2 separate regions of the Mus musculus genome follow, and region 1 is linked to region 2. Evidence: chromatin contacts called from public promoter capture Hi-C data. All regions are on one chromosome and are shown on one strand. Each heading gives the region's core, a stretch centred on a gene start, on an enhancer-like site or on the middle of the called end of the contact. The rest is flanking DNA. Distances are from core to core; before and after follow the strand shown. Region 1 holds the start of A130010J15Rik (RIKEN cDNA A130010J15 gene). Region 2 holds the start of A430105J06Rik (a long non-coding RNA gene).

Region 1 (2,823 bases), core at 143-2,642, 6.4 Mb before region 2:
TGATGGTTGACCAGGCAGCCACGAAATCCGGGCAGTAAACACCCGCAGGGGAGTCATGGTTAAGCAGTTGTCATCTTCACGGTTCAGGTCAAATGTGTAAGAGACTGGATATCCCAGGAGTATCCCAAATACAGTGCAGAGATTCCAGTCTGAGGAATGTAGCCTGGTGTAGGAGACTCCCTGAGACACATCTTTCTTAAGTCCTCGAAAACGTGTGATGACGTCAGCTATGAGAGATTTCAAGTCCGGGAGCTGGTCCACCGACCGGACAGAAGGATGAGGTTGGGAGCGGGAAACGTCCACGAAAGCTACAGTACCAAGCAGTGTCTGTTCCAAATGCTGACAGGCATACTCAGGACTGACAATAAAGTTATTCTCTCCAATCTCAAGAATGTGAAGTCCTGGCTCCAGGAAGCCCAGCCCCTGTAGTTCCTCCAGATAACTTTGGAGCGCCAATACTCCTGCAGAGTTGCAATCATAGAGTACAGCTGGCTTCAGCCCGCGGGCCACAGCCAGCACCTCTCCTGCCAGGTGAAGGCAGGTAGCTCGAGGTGGGCATTTTCTCTTGCCCATGCCCAGAGTCTGCTGAGCAGCTGCCACCAGCAGCTGAGGGCTTGGTGTTGACATAAGATCTGGAAGTTACATGACATATGGCCTCCTTAGCTAGCCACAGTTCCTTTCCCTGGGCCACACACAGTTCAGCTCCCAGCACTTGAGAAAGATCCTAGAAACAATATGGTAGGGGGAAATCGTTAATACTGTCAAGATGGGGTCACCAATGCTGCACCCCATTTCTCTGGCAGACTTAAGTTTACGAAATCGTCCTTCTAGTCACATTTACATTGTCTCTGGCTTCGATTCTAACTTTTACCTGGTGCAATTTATGCTCTGGGATTCAAACCTTACAGCAAAAGTTACCACTTCTCCCAAAACTGTCCAACTGGGACAGAACTCTGGGCTCTAAACTTCAGCGCCTGTAAGCTCTCCATTGCCAGCTCCTCAGACAGATCTCCACAGAGCGCTCACAGCAGCCTGATCAAACCAGCATAAGCTACAACGCGGAGTAATCACCGCCTCACCCTGCGACACTCAGGTAAGAGAAGCCGCTAGAACTGGGGCACGAGCCAGTTTAACACTTGCTGGACCCTCTTCCCTTCTAGGAAGGCACGCTCCCACCGCCACACCTACCCACACGTGCCTACGCGGTGGTAGACTAGTTACAAAAGGAAGCGCTCTGCCTCAAGACACTCGGCTAGCATTTCCGCCGCAGGTTCGGGGGCGCAGGAAGCCCTTCCGCCTGCCCGCCAGCGGCGTAGTGCCCTCCCACGCCCCACACTCGGTACTGTGAAAACCCGACAGTGTGTGCAGAAGCCCAGGGAAAGACAGCCTGACGTGCATGCGCACTGGCTTACTCCGCCTTTCCGTGACGTCATTTGAAAAGCAAACGCAAGCCAGAACCTTTGAAGAGGCTGCGGACGGAGTGGGAGGTAAAGCCACCTTAGACCCGCCCCTTCCGGTAGAGCCCCTGCGGGCGGGCCTTGCGAGGCGGAAGTGGAAGTGGGGGAGAAGCCGCTGGGACCGCCAGTTGTCAGTCCGCGGAATAAGGGACACCTCTCCTGTGGGCAATGCTGTAAAGCTTTATTTTGTATTATTATTTTTTTAATGTACCTAAATTCTGAACTTGACAGGTATGCCAAGGCCATGCATATTCACTCCTTTTTTAAAAATCGCCTTATTGTGTGGGCGTGCACAATGGCGCCCTGTCAGCTCTCGCTTCCACCTTGTAAGAGGGTCCGAGGTACTGAACTCAGGAAGCCAGCCTGCTGAGCAAGTGCCATTAACTGCTGAGCCAGTACTGTTGTACTATGTGTTGCAGGGGCTGGCCCGGAACGGGACTTCTCGTTCTCTGGTTTATGCCGCGTTGGGGATTGAGCTCTGGAATTCACGCGTGCCAAACACTACTAACTGTATGTCTGCAGCCTGAGTATTCACTCTCAGTGTGCCGAGGTACTGCATTGTACCTTCTTCATGGAGCTCAAAGCCCGAGAGTCCAGTTTGCTGATCATCTTATTTTAAAAGATTGATTTTTATTTCCATTCATAAGTTTGTGCAGGTGCCCAGGAAGCCAGAAAAGGGAGTAGGGTCACCTGGAGCTGAATAAGTTAAAAATATTGTGAGCTGCCTAACACGGGCTTTGGGAACGGAATTCAAATCTTTGGGAGAAAAAGCAGGTCTCATCTCTACAGCCACACTGTTGTGGTGGGGATTTGTTTGTTGAGACAATGTCTTGCTATGTATTCCTCAAACATGACAATCCTCCTGCCTCAGCCTCGGAAGTTCTGAGGTTAGAGTCTACCCTAATTGAATGATACCTCAAGGAGTTATCTATACCTCAAGGAGGATGGGCAAAACTAAGGAGGGGAACACCATCTAGGAAGCCAAAGGTGAGTTAACATCCTTACTGGCCGCTTCAAGGCCACCCATGCCCCTGACCATAACCTCTGACCCACTGCTTTGTAAGTAAACCTAATGGACTCCTTGGTACCCCAGATTGAACTTCGGTGGAACTGTACCCTCATCTGCCATTAGGACCTTAGAAAGTGCCTTGTTCCTTTCTCCAGAGAAGTCTTACAGCAGATAGGAAGGTCAAATGTTGACATAAGGAATTTGCCTATATCTTCTGTGAAGGAAATCTTAAGAAAACTCTAGCCTGGACAAATGGCCCCAAGTTATGGGCAGCAAAATGGAGACCCAGACTGGAGGTTTTACAGTGGTGCTATGCTGGTACCTTCATACCAAAAAGGACCAGCAGTGTGTTAAAGA
Region 2 (2,887 bases), core at 244-2,743:
AGACCAGGCTGGCCTTCAACTCAGAAATCTGCCTGCCTCTGCCTCCCCAGTGCTGGGATTAAAGGTGTGCACCACCACGCCCAGCTTTTCTTTTTCTTTTAAGACAAATCTGGAGTACTAAAAACCAATATATAAAGAATGAAAACCTACTGGTTCGCTATAGACGGCTGCTGGGACGTATTTCAGGAGACCAGATCCTTTAATAACACTGGTGGGCTTTGGGGTGGGGGCTGGAATATGGTGGGGAATCCAAGAGCAAGTCACAAAACCAAGGGGATTCCTTACATTTGTAGTCCTTCGAAGGAAGGGTGGAGTCTGAGTTTAGCAGATTAGTGAAGGAACTAGGTAGGATTTAAAGGTTTAATTTAGGAGGGTAATCCTATTGTCGCCCTCACCCCCAAACCCCACCTTGGGACTAACTGCAAGGCTGCTTTAGTTTAGGGCAGGTGCTAGGGAGGATTTAGGACATGGCTCATTCCACCGCCCCTTACCCGGGCAGCCTCTCAGATCTATCAAAATCCAGAAACGTCCATTCAAAAACACCGTGCTTGGTCCTTAGGGGAAAAACAACAACAACAACAACAACAACAACAACAGAACAATAGCCAACAACAACAACAACAACAACAACAACAGAACAAAAGCCAAACCAGCACAAGAACATGTTAAGAGTTGAGCTTGCTTTCTGATTCCGTAGCTGTTCCCTTGTTATCCATTCCTTCTCGGAGAGTCTCGATTCAGTGGGTTCGGAATGCGGTTTCTAACTCGGAACCCAGCTTCTGGGGGAGGGAAAGGAGAGCAGTCAGCAGCAGCCGCCCAGAAGGGGCCGGGGTGAGGCCAGGAACCGACTCTGCCGGAGAAAACCGGTAGGTCGTGTCCTCTCTCCGTCCCTACCCGAGGCTCCCACAGCGGAACTTCAGGCGGGACAACTGTTCCGGAACTAGAGGAGGAAGTTCCGTGTGTTGCAACACGACGGAATTATCAGGTGGCACTTCCGGCGAGCCAAGATGGCTGCGGCCGTTCAGGACTCACGTGTGAGCCCAGGGGAGATACTGAAGCGTTCTCCGAAGAAGAAGAAAAAGATGAAGATGGTAGCCAAGGCTGCAGCGTCGAAGCTAGAAGATGAGGTCAAAGACTCTTCTGATGGAGAAGGTAATGTGGCCTGGCGGAGCTTCGGCGGCTGAGCTTCCTTCCCATGGCTAGGGTTGCGTTTCCTTGCCGTTGAGTGTGTGGGGCGAGTGAGGTTGGGCGAGGAGCCCTGCTGTTCCGAGGCTCCTCGCTGTCACGGTTAATTTTGTGTTTCCACTCAGTCAGCTGTTACTGAGATGGGCGAAACTGCCGGTGCCAATCAGAAACTTAACAGTAAAGGAAGAGATAATGACAGGCAGTACACAAATTAAGAGCAGAGCAAAAGATGGGCAGGCGATAACCCCAGGCCTTTTGCAGGTCCTGTACCCGCTTAGAAGTGGAGTAAAAACACGGTTAGTTGTCGCAGATCAAAACATAGGCTAAGTGTTTGGGCACAGAAGAACCAAAGCTGGTATTGAGAACCTTGCAAAATGTTCGCATCTTTGGGAGGATTTGACTCTTTTTACTTACAGCCAGTCAGTTTGTTAGCAGATCATAGAAACGGCTGTAAGAGCAATGTTGCGAGCTTCTATTTGGAACCCCTAGCAAAGTGAAAGGAAGGGTCGCGATTGAAATAATGGGTGGGATAGGCTCAGGGAGCCAGCAGCAAGAGGCCACAAGAGAGAAGAAATACTGTTACTGTGCAGGGGGGATTGTGAGCCTTTGGGAGTTAGAAAAGAGAGAGTTAAAGAAATGGTAAAGGAGAGATACTGAAGTAACGTTTGATACAGTTTCAGAATGAAAGGTAGGTGAGTCTCCGGAGGTCTCCCCATTGTGTGGCTGGGGTTGGCTGCTACTTTTAAACATACTTCTTGGCAGGAGCTTCTTAGGAAGCTCAGGCATTTGGCTCCCACACTCCTTTACTGCTTCGGTGTGGCTAATGCTTTCAGTTAACCGCGAATGTGGCTTCAGTTACTACGGGAAGCCACTAGTTCATGAGTAACATTCAGAATTTTTAACTTGCTTTTAACTTGCATGATAGGTCTGGTCACTTGCTGCTCTGCTGTTTTCTGTTCATGTTGGCTGCTCATTCTGGAGGTCTCTGCCTTTTGCCTGCAGTATTCCTGAAACACCTGTATGTCACCTACATTTTCATTGACTTCAGTCTCTGGTCCAGTACTTGTCAAAGAGATTTTCCCTTATTTTTCTAATGCAGCCTTTTCTGTCACTCTCACTTGAGGCTTGATGCTTTGCTTTCTTTAGACGCTTTTATTATTATTATTACTTTATTTATTTTTAAGTTGTATGTATGTGCGCTGGGCGTGAGAGGAGATTGAATGGCTGCTGAGGAAGAAACTGTTCCTGTGGAAGAGCAATGCATGCACATGTTCTCCAGCCCCACTCTGCTCACTTTAAAAGCACCACGTTTTAAATCTTGTGAAGCGTTTGTGCTGTTTGAAAGTTCCCTAAGTGTGCAGACACTTGAACCTCAGTTCCTAGATCAACAACTGTCACTCAGGGGTCCATAAGTTAACGAATGAGTGCACTTGGACTTCAAGACCAAGAAGCAGCTGACTAAGCTTTTGAGGTCCTCAGCCCTCACCAGAGGGGTTAAAAAAACAACCTGTTGGGCAGGAATTAGAAGCTCTGGTCCTGGTGGTGTTTTTACTGCATTGGTTTATTTGCTGTGTACCCACATGTGGAGGTCTGAGGACTTATAGGAGTTTGGCAGCAGGTGCCATTACCTGCTCAGCCATTTTATCTCCTATGGTACAGTTTTGAATTGAATAATTGTAAGCATTACTGTCTAAGAAAAAAA

The links. Promoter capture Hi-C pulls out the DNA fragments that hold promoters and counts their contacts.
Region 1: a promoter capture Hi-C map of pre-B cells shows a contact between it and region 2, with 5 times the contacts expected there. The contact joins the promoter of A130010J15Rik here to the promoter of A430105J06Rik in region 2.

Annotation. Positions count from the first base shown.
Region 1 is chr1:193,172,146-193,174,968 of GRCm38.p6, reverse strand. It overlaps A130010J15Rik (RIKEN cDNA A130010J15 gene), which reads right to left and starts at 1,392. Exons shown (of 2, transcript NM_181048.3): 1 at 1,189-1,392; 2 at 1-724. The coding sequence starts at 627.
Region 2 is chr1:186,747,429-186,750,315 of GRCm38.p6, reverse strand. A430105J06Rik (a long non-coding RNA gene) reads right to left here and starts at 1,493. Exons shown (of 2, transcript XR_003948551.1): 1 at 492-1,493. It overlaps Rrp15 (ribosomal RNA processing 15 homolog (S. cerevisiae)), which reads left to right and starts at 958. Exons shown (of 5, transcript NM_026041.2): 1 at 958-1,152. The coding sequence starts at 1,008.